2 separate regions of the Mus musculus genome follow, and region 1 is linked to region 2. A link is a contact called in public HiChIP or PLAC-seq data. All regions are on one chromosome and are shown on one strand. The core of a region is the stretch at or near the end of the contact, and the rest is flanking DNA. Distances in the headings are between cores, read along the strand shown. Region 1 overlaps Gm35502 (a long non-coding RNA gene). Region 2 holds the start of Dll1 (delta like canonical Notch ligand 1).

Region 1 (4,138 bases), core at 1,049-3,548, 170 kb after region 2:
TTCTAGTTTTCTGTAATAGTCTCCGTCTGTTGCAAAGAGGAATGCATTTGATGAAGACTGAGGGCCACGCTTATCTGAGGCTATAAAGACAAATGTTTAGAACACAGTTAGCAGAGGGCTAATGAAGTCATAGCTCACGGAAGAACCTTAGATCCACTACATTACTACATTGCTAAAACCAGCACAGCCCTAATCACTGTGGTGGTTTGAATATGCTTGGCCCAGGGACTGGCACTACTTGGAGGTGTGGCCTCATTGGAGTGTGGCCTTGTGGGAGAAGCTTATCACTGTGGGCGTGGGCTTTAACATCCTTGACCTAGCTGCCTGGATGATAATGGACTGAATCTGTAAGGAGAGAGCATGGCAGCACCCAAGCAGTCATGGTTCAGGAGGAGCCGAGAGTTCAGCATCTTGTTCCAAAGGCAAACAGAAGATTGGCTTCCAGGCAGCTAGGATGAGGGTCTTAATACCCACACCCACAGTGTAACTCCCTGGGCCAAGAATTTTCAACCAGCCACCACAGTTAGATAGTCTTTGGCTTTTGGAGAGAGCTTTGTCAGCACAGAAGGGAAATTTTCATTTATTCTATACATGCTTATTTATACACTGACTAAATGTATCATCAGCATTATTGGTAGATAGCTAATAGCATGATTCCTTATGACTTTTTCTGACATCTTTGCTATTATTTTACCATCCTTTCTCTTGCTTTTCTATTTGTCTCTTTCTCTGCTTACTAAATAGAATCCCTTCATAAAATGTCTTATCTGGCTGTAGACAGAATTTCCCTTGCAAACTTATCAGCTTTCTTCCTCTCTGAATTCTACATCCTCATTAATCCTTTCTTGGCCATTTTGAAACCTGCATATTTGTATATTATTCTGTGAAGTATAACATATGATCTGACAGTTAATATTAGTAATTGCGATTAGAAGAAAAGAATCTCGCTTCCCAACAACCATGAAAAGAAGACCCGATTACTTGACAAATTGCAACCAGTGAAACTGACCTGATATCGTTCAACATTCTGATATTGTGGAAAGACATAGCATGTCTGTGTTTTTTACGTAGTGAACTCACAACTCACCCTCAGAGGTGAAGGCAATAGGCCCAAGGACAATGGAATATGGAAGTGGTTCTGTCTGAGTTAAGTTTTTCCCTTTGGGGATTTGTGGTAGCTGCTTCCTTTGGATTAGATATGACCTTTATCCTCTAGAGTCAGATCTGTGATCACTGTCATGATATGGCTATGAGATCTAGCCTACTAATGCTCCCTGGTTGAGGGGCAGAGCTCTCTAGAGGCTCAGGAGATCCTGAAGAAGGCTCTTCCTTCCTTAAAGAAGGAAACAAGTTAGCAAACAGCTAACTGGAAGGGATATGGTGATGTCCTTAAGCTGCCGAGGGGACTTCCCCCACAGTGAACTTGCCTTTGAGTCATCTTCATTTCTCAACTAACCCTGGTAAACTCACTGGTCCACAGACTAGTGGGATTATCGGCCAGCACCCCACCCCACCCTGAAAACAGATGTTTCTTTAAATCTCCTCAGAAAAAGTCTTTGGGGAAAAGGCTACTCCTTGGCCTGGGGTAAGGGGCTATTGATGCAAAACACTCAAACATTGCAAAGGGAATGAGACATAGTTTATTCTGAGACAAATATGAATGCTTGTGGCTTGCAAACACTATTTCGGGTTGCCCTAAGTGACAAGTAGAAGTTACACATATTTATGTTAGTCACAGAATAGAAAGCTGTACATTTATTCACCTTCTATTATATTGGTAAGGCACTAGGAAACCTTTGTTATCATTCCAGATGCTATCTGATCACATGTTTAGCTTCCTGTTGATGGAAGCTAACAGTTTTCTAGGTTAACACATTCCAAGTTTTTTTTTTTTTTTTTTTTCTGGTGGTCTAAAGAGTTTTAGGTCAGATATAGGGGTAGGTAAATGCCTATAAAAGAGCCAGATATATTTCTGGCTCTGGACCTGCAACATTCCAACTCTACCCAATTATGAAGTTCTTATTAAACCCCCAGAGTCCTAAACAAAGATACAACTTTTTCAGGAACTCAGTCCACAGTGGTGGTAGCTCCCTGGTCCCGAATTCCCGAATTCTGGGCAGTAGAAAAATCATGTCCTTCCTTCTGATGGACCGTCTCACAGTCTCTCAGCTACATTTCATGACTGAAACAGAGGGTTGGTTTTGACTAAGGAGTTACTAGGGATACACACTTAACTGCCCAAGCACTCCAGTGCTAATGGCATTGGGCTTGCTGCAAGGGGTTCCCCTCATCACACTGTCCCTAGCAGCCTGAGCTGCAGTGAACATGTTGGCAGGCATGAGGGACATGCACTTGGGGACATATATTTCTAAGAAATGACTGTGTGCTGAGTTGTGATGTTCCAGGATCCCTGGTAGCATGGTACATACTAGAAGATGTGTGTGCCACGCTTGCAGGGGACCAAAAATCTCGTGTTTATTACACACAAAAAGCCATGCCCCCTGACAGGTTGCAAATAAGGCTCTCTCCATTTCTGATTCTCCTGGTTGCTCCCCCTTCTGCCTGCCCCCATCCTGTTCACCGGAATCTCCCGGTGGGTGTATGGTAGCATTATCATACTATGCTCATGCGCAACACACGCACACGCACACAGGGAGATAAAAGGGAGGACGACTCTGCTATGCCATGGGGGCTTAAGAAACAGCAACAAGGGAAGCTGGCCGATCCTGGCTCATTATCCTCTGAGGACAGGGCCAGTGGGTGGTGCTGATGGAGTTAGATGGCTGCTTATATAAAGAAGTCATTTGAGAGATTTCTAGGGTAACTGGGGTGAAAAATTACAAACACCGTCTATTTAGAGCATAAACGCCTGCTGCTTAGTTACAGGCAAAGAGCGGGTCTCCAAGACGCTCCGAGGGAGAAACAAAAAGAGAAAAAAAACAAAACAAACAAGGGAGTCACGTGTCCAGCAGAAGGAGGCGGAGCCTGGCACAGCCCCAGGTCTTGGCCTTTTGTCATGCAAATGTGAGGCCGGCGCTTCCAGGTTTTCACCTGAGGCTCCTGCCCCGCTTTAACTGAGTATCCTTGGTAACTCCAGGAATGCTACTGACTTGCCTCATTAACACACCTGGCACAGCAGTCTGCTGTGACCATCTGCTCAGCACACTCTGAAATCCGTTTTAAAATATCGTAGCAGAGGGCCCCAAACATGGTGGCTCCTTGCTGGTTCCCTCACCCATGGCCTGTGTCTGCAGGGCTCTCTACTGCTGTCTCCCCCCGAACCCCCCCCCCCCCCCACTGCCATTTCTAGTCTTACTGTGCGCTTCGAATCACTAGCCAATCTTCCGCAGAGTTTCAACGTTGTTTTGCAGCGTGCAGTCTTGTACTGGGAAGCTAAAATGCTTGGAGTAACAATAAGACGCACCCACCCCCACTCCTCGACTTTGGCAAAATTACAGCCTTCGCTTATGCTGGGACCTCTGCAGGACAAAGCTGGCTCATCTCCCTGCTCACAGAGGTTTCTGTGGCCACCTGGTCACCGCAACACACTCAAGGATTAGCTTTCTTTGACTTCTCTCTGAGCTTTCGGTTGGTTGTGGTGCGTGCTCTGGACCTTCGATATTTGCCGCGTTCCTGGCCTCAGCACTATACCGCAGTTGCAGCCAAAGGAGTTTTTCCACCACATAGAAGCAGTGATGGGAAAATCCACGTGACTTGCAGGGCCCCCGAACTAAAATGAGATACAGGCCTTGTGCTGGGTTAGGACTCGGAAACCTGCGAGGGCTGGGGATCAAGCAGGTTCCTTCTGCAAGAGCCTTAGGGAAGTCAGGTGACCTTTAACCCCTTCCGAGTCAGAGGTCGTTCCCAGATCTCATCACAATAAAAATTAGAATGAGCAGGAAAGGTCACATTTCCCATTCTCAAGGACATACAGAGCCTGGGGTGATATGGGGGTGATCTCTGACCTTTGACCTTCATGCTACTTTGTGGTGGCCCCAGAACAAGACTCTTGTTCATATGTAAATCCATTCCGTGAAACAGGTTTGCACGTCTGTCTGGAGCCTTTCTCACCCCTCCCAGCCCAGAAAAGCCTCAATCTTGGACAAGCTATGGCAGAGAGGAGGGCCTCTCCGGCTGC
Region 2 (4,807 bases), core at 528-3,027:
CAGGACAGCAACACCTACAGTGAGGACACCTGTCAGGTACACCCTAGGGGCTGTGCTACAATCAAAGGAACACTAGCTCCAAGAATCACACCTCGGGATTCTAATGAAGCTGCCTAGGTGGTGGGGGTGGAGTAAAGAGGCCCCTCTAAAGATGGGAATATACAGCTCATGGCATGCTCAACACAAAGCTAGGTGCTAAGTCAGAGACTATATCTCCATTTACTTTTCTCTGGAGCTTGTAACCAGGGGAGCCGTTTAGGTAATTCATTGTGATACGTGTGTCCTGGGCCCTCCCAATAAACTCATTTCCCTTAAAAAAAAAAAAAGAAAAAAAAGAAAACAAAAGTTCTAGTGTCTGATGGATGTGTAAAAACCTAATAAGGTGACGGTTGTGTAAAGGTTATGTGTTGGGGGGTGAGGTGGGGGGAGTCTTTCAAACATGTGCCGGACATTGTCGCAGAGGCCGCGGCGTGCGCGGAGGGGAGCTCTTTCTCTCCGCATTGTGCAGAGAGCAGGTGCTGTCTGCATTACCATACAGCTGAGCGCACAAAGAGCCACTGATTCAGCCTCGCACAATAACAGACTGCCTTAATGACAGCCACGCGAACGACACACACCAAACTCACTTTTTACCAAGCAGAGGGAGGCCTGAGGGGAATACCCAGGAGAGTGGGACCGGACACCAGTGAAGGTGGTGTTGGTTGAAAATCTCCCGGGAGAGGGTGTGTACACCGGGAAAGGGGTAAGCTTAGCTTTTGGCTCTGCTGGCTCAGGGAATACACTATCCGGACCCCAATTCCCCATTTCCAGTGATCGTGGACAACACGGAGACAGCAGCGCTCCGGGACACTGCGGTGTCTGGGGGTGTCCGGCCCGGATCGCTAGCCCATCGGCACTCTCCGAGGCTCAATCGCCAGGCTTCACCAGAGGTATAAGCGTGCCTAACCTCCCCAAACTTCCCAAACTGCCGGGGTGCTCTTGCCACCCTTTGCCCACCTCTTCAAGGGTCCCTTTCCTACCGGGCACCCCGCCCCCGCCCCCTCCGGGAGACTCCTCCTTAGAAAGAGGCTGCCAGGGAGGAGGGGCAGCAGCAGGGACGCGGGCCTCTAACCTCTCCCCGGTTCCTCAGTCCCTAGGACTGAACAAACGAGGAGAGCCTAGGCGGCTAGTGTTGGAAACGCCAAGGTCCGGAGGCCGCGTCCTGCGAGCGAGTCTAGCGGTGACCGCGAGTGGGAGGCTCAGGCCGCCCAGCGTGCCTAGGGTCTTCGGGCCTGTGGCGGTGGGGCGGTGGGCGACGCGGCCTCAGCTCCAGCTCCGGGAGCAGAGCGGTTCGTCTCCGGGAACGTTTTGCAGGAATGTAAATGAGCGGGTTTTGCGCTGGGGGAGGGAGGCGAAGGGGCGAGGGCGGAGGCAGAGAGGACTAGGGGGCGGGGAGGTGGGGGGCGGGGAGGAGGGTTGCACATTTTACAGCTCACTGACCATTTGGCGATCCATTGAGAGGAGGGTTTGGAAAAGTGGCTCCTTTGTGACAGCTCTCGCCAGATTGGGGGGCTGCTCATTTGCATCTCATTAGTTATGCGAGCGGCCGGCAGGATTTAAGGGTGGCAGGCGCCAGCCCGGGCCAGATCCTCCGGCGTGCACCCGCGGTTACCCTGTCTGACCAGGGCAGGTCACGGGAGAGCACCGGTGCGGCACGGAGCCTCCCACGCTTCGGCCTCCGGTCCTCGGTGTGTGTTCTCGCATGGCATTGGCTGAATTCTTGAGGAAGACGCGAGGCTTGGCGATAGTGCAAGAGATACCGGTCTAGAACACTCTGGGAGCGGCAGCGGCTGCCGAGTGACGCCGGGCCGGGAAACCAGGGCGCGCGCCGCAGTCCTTGCCACCACCGTTCCCACCGCGCCCCTCGGGGCCCCGGATTATCGCCTCACCGGTGGGATTTCCAGACCGCCGCTTCCTAATAGGCCTGCGAAGGAAGCCACTGCAAGCTCTCTTGGGAATTAAGCTGAACATCTGGGCTCTCTTCCCTCTGTGTCTTATCTCCTTTCTCCTCTTTCCCTCCGCGAAGAAGCTTAAGACAAAACCAGAAAGCAGGAGACACTCACCTCTCCGTGGACTGAAAGCCAGACGAAGAGGAAACCGAAAGTTGTCCTTTCTCAGTGCCTCGTAGAGCTCTTGCCGGGGACCTAGCTGAAGGCACCGCACCCTCCTGAAGCGACCTGGCCCTGATAGCACACCTGGAGCCGAGAGACGCCTTTCCGCCAGTACTCCTCGGGTCATATAGACTTTCCTGGCATCCCTGGGTCTTTGAAGAAGAAAGAAAAGAGGATACTCTAGGAGAGCAAGGGCGTCCAGCGGTACCATGGGCCGTCGGAGCGCGCTAGCCCTTGCCGTGGTCTCTGCCCTGCTGTGCCAGGTAGGGGGCCGGGCGGGGCTGCTGCGCGGTGGAGGGAGGGGAGTCGGACCAGCCGATCAGCTGTCCATCCCCAAGTGACTCCGGCAGCGACGACCCCGAGAGCTGCCCGGCAGCGGGCAGCTCCGGATGGGCGCTGAGGTGCGCTCGGCCTCTGCGTCCTAGCAAGGGCCCGCGCGCCCCCGGGTCCCTCCGCCGCCGGCGCGACCTCACGCCCCTTCCCCGCGCAGGTCTGGAGCTCCGGCGTATTTGAGCTGAAGCTGCAGGAGTTCGTCAACAAGAAGGGGCTGCTGGGGAACCGCAACTGCTGCCGCGGGGGCTCTGGCCCGCCTTGCGCCTGCAGGACCTTCTTTCGCGTATGCCTCAAGCACTACCAGGCCAGCGTGTCACCGGAGCCACCCTGCACCTACGGCAGTGCTGTCACGCCAGTGCTGGGTGTCGACTCCTTCAGCCTGCCTGATGGCGCAGGCATCGACCCCGCCTTCAGCAACCCCATCCGATTCCCCTTCGGCTTCACCTGGCCAGTGAGTGGGCACCTGCGCGCACTCGGCTGGGTCTGGAGGGGTAGGGGTGGCTGGTTGGTGGTTGGCAGTGGGAAGAAGGCAAGGGCCACTGATAAGGGTTGGGGAATCCCACAAAGACACGCCTGAGGTCTTGACTTCTTACTGGGAACTGACTGGCAGTTGAGGAGGGGGTGTGGAACCCCAGAGGCTTTTGCAAGCCCTGGGCATTTCTCACACACCTCCTACTTACCTGAAAGGTCGAATGCTTCCCTCCCCTACCCCCAAAGTTGGGAGAGTTCTTGTCCCCTAGCTCTTAGGCCTTGGTTGGGTTGCTACCAGTGCTGGGGCTGCTCTCCATCCTCGAGGTTCCACCCCCAGAAAACAAATGACAGCTGCCCTCTCCTCTTCCTGCACCCCACCTTGCTCCATCAAGTACTCTCCCCCCTTTTTAAAATACAATTTCCTGTATTAACATGTTTTTAAAAAACCAAACCCACACACGGTGTGTGTGTGGGGGGGGACACTCTTTAAAATTCTTCTAATTAAGGAAAGTGATAGGAGTTGACCTTCATTGGCACAACACAGAGATCTGAGAGCCTCTGTACTTGGTTCTCTTTAATGCCTCTCCTCCTCCTCCAGCTCCTCCTCCTCCCACTCCTAGTCTCCCAACTCCTCCTCCTCCCCTTCCTCCTCCTCCACACTTCCGGTTATCAAGCATCTTCTCCCCTTTCCCTAGGGTACCTTCTCTCTGATCATTGAAGCCCTCCATACAGACTCTCCCGATGACCTCGCAACAGGTAAGACTCCAAGCCCCTAAACTATGCATTCTCCCCATTGATACACAGTTTACCCACTCAGCCCAGGCCTCTTACCTTCACTCTGCACCTGGAGTTCAGAGAAGAAGGGTCCTTGGCTTGACAGCATCCATACCACTCTCTCGGTTCCTAGCGTCTAGGTGTTATCATTACCAACCTGAGCATCTTCTCTCTCAGAAAACCCAGAAAGACTCATCAGCCGCCTGACCACACAGAGGCACCTCACTGTGGGAGAAGAATGGTCTCAGGACCTTCACAGTAGCGGCCGCACAGACCTCCGGTACTCTTACCGGTTTGTGTGTGACGAGCACTACTACGGAGAAGGTTGCTCTGTGTTCTGCCGACCTCGGGATGACGCCTTTGGCCACTTCACCTGCGGGGACAGAGGGGAGAAGATGTGCGACCCTGGCTGGAAAGGCCAGTACTGCACTGACCGTGAGTCCTCTGGAGAATGACCCCTAAGGGTCCATTTATGGGGAAAGACACGAGGCTTTGCAACAGGAGATGGTAGAGATGGCTCAGTGGGGAAACTGAGGCCTAAAGAGCAGTGTTTTGCTAAGGCCGTTGGCAGTTAGGCTGGATTCTGGCATTTTAACAAGGGAGACCTTGTGTCCACTGTAGGAAGCTGCTTTTCTTCACAGGGAGGAGTTCAGAGACAAGGCCAGGGGTCAGGAAGTAAGGCTGTGCTCTCCCTAGGGCCTTTGTATTAGAAAGGGAAGAGAGGAAGGAAGGGAGGGACAGAGCGGGGATGTGGAGGGCTCATTTTCCAACAGTTCTCCTTGCTGCAACAATGTCCCATTGGAAAGCCCTCCCTTTCCTCCACAGAGTTAGGGTGCCTGACCTGCCTACAGAAATCTGTTTCCAAAGATTCCCTGGGGTGTACTCTGTGTGCCCTGTCCTTCAGGGAATCCTTCAATCCTTGGGATTGTGGAATGCTAGCAGGTGTGCTGAGGCAGAGTGCAGGGCTACATGGCTGAAGGGCACCTTGTCTTGTCTAAATGAAGAAAGGCAGTAGCTGATGTCCTATAATCTTCTTGCAAACCAGGGTACCAGGGCCACAGGGAGGACTTCTGCTCTGG

The links. HiChIP or PLAC-seq counts read pairs in DNA pulled down with a chosen protein or histone mark.
Region 1: an H3K4me3 HiChIP or PLAC-seq map of forebrain shows a contact between it and region 2, with 6 times the contacts expected there. The contact joins the enhancer-like site here to the promoter of Dll1 in region 2. A contact is called at or near these places in 10 of 39 promoter capture datasets (the 3T3-L1 cell line, the HPC-7 cell line, Sertoli cells and 4 more), 19 of 484 Hi-C or Micro-C datasets (the AML12 cell line, Sertoli cells, cerebral cortex and 11 more), 24 of 115 datasets of contacts at active chromatin or transcription factors (astrocytes, craniofacial prominence, embryonic forebrain and 10 more) and 4 of 9 other capture datasets (adipose tissue, embryonic stem cells, liver and 1 more).

Annotation. Positions count from the first base shown.
Region 1 is chr17:15,207,156-15,211,293 of GRCm38.p6, reverse strand. It overlaps Gm35502 (a long non-coding RNA gene), which reads right to left. Exons shown (of 3, transcript XR_385429.3): 3 at 1,628-4,138. Among named protein-coding and RNA genes, the nearest start is that of Gm35502, 14 kb to the right of the region's middle. Within about 2 kb of position 2,298, at least 103 of the 459 cell types and tissues checked have an H3K27ac peak or open chromatin away from gene starts, as enhancers often do. A contact at or near this core is called in cerebral cortex, cortical neurons, craniofacial prominence and 10 more, where this site is marked.
Region 2 is chr17:15,372,793-15,377,599 of GRCm38.p6, reverse strand. Dll1 (delta like canonical Notch ligand 1) reads left to right here and starts at 1,777. Exons shown (of 11, transcript NM_007865.3): 1 at 1,777-2,413; 2 at 2,641-2,934; 3 at 3,650-3,710; 4 at 3,906-4,163. The coding sequence starts at 2,360.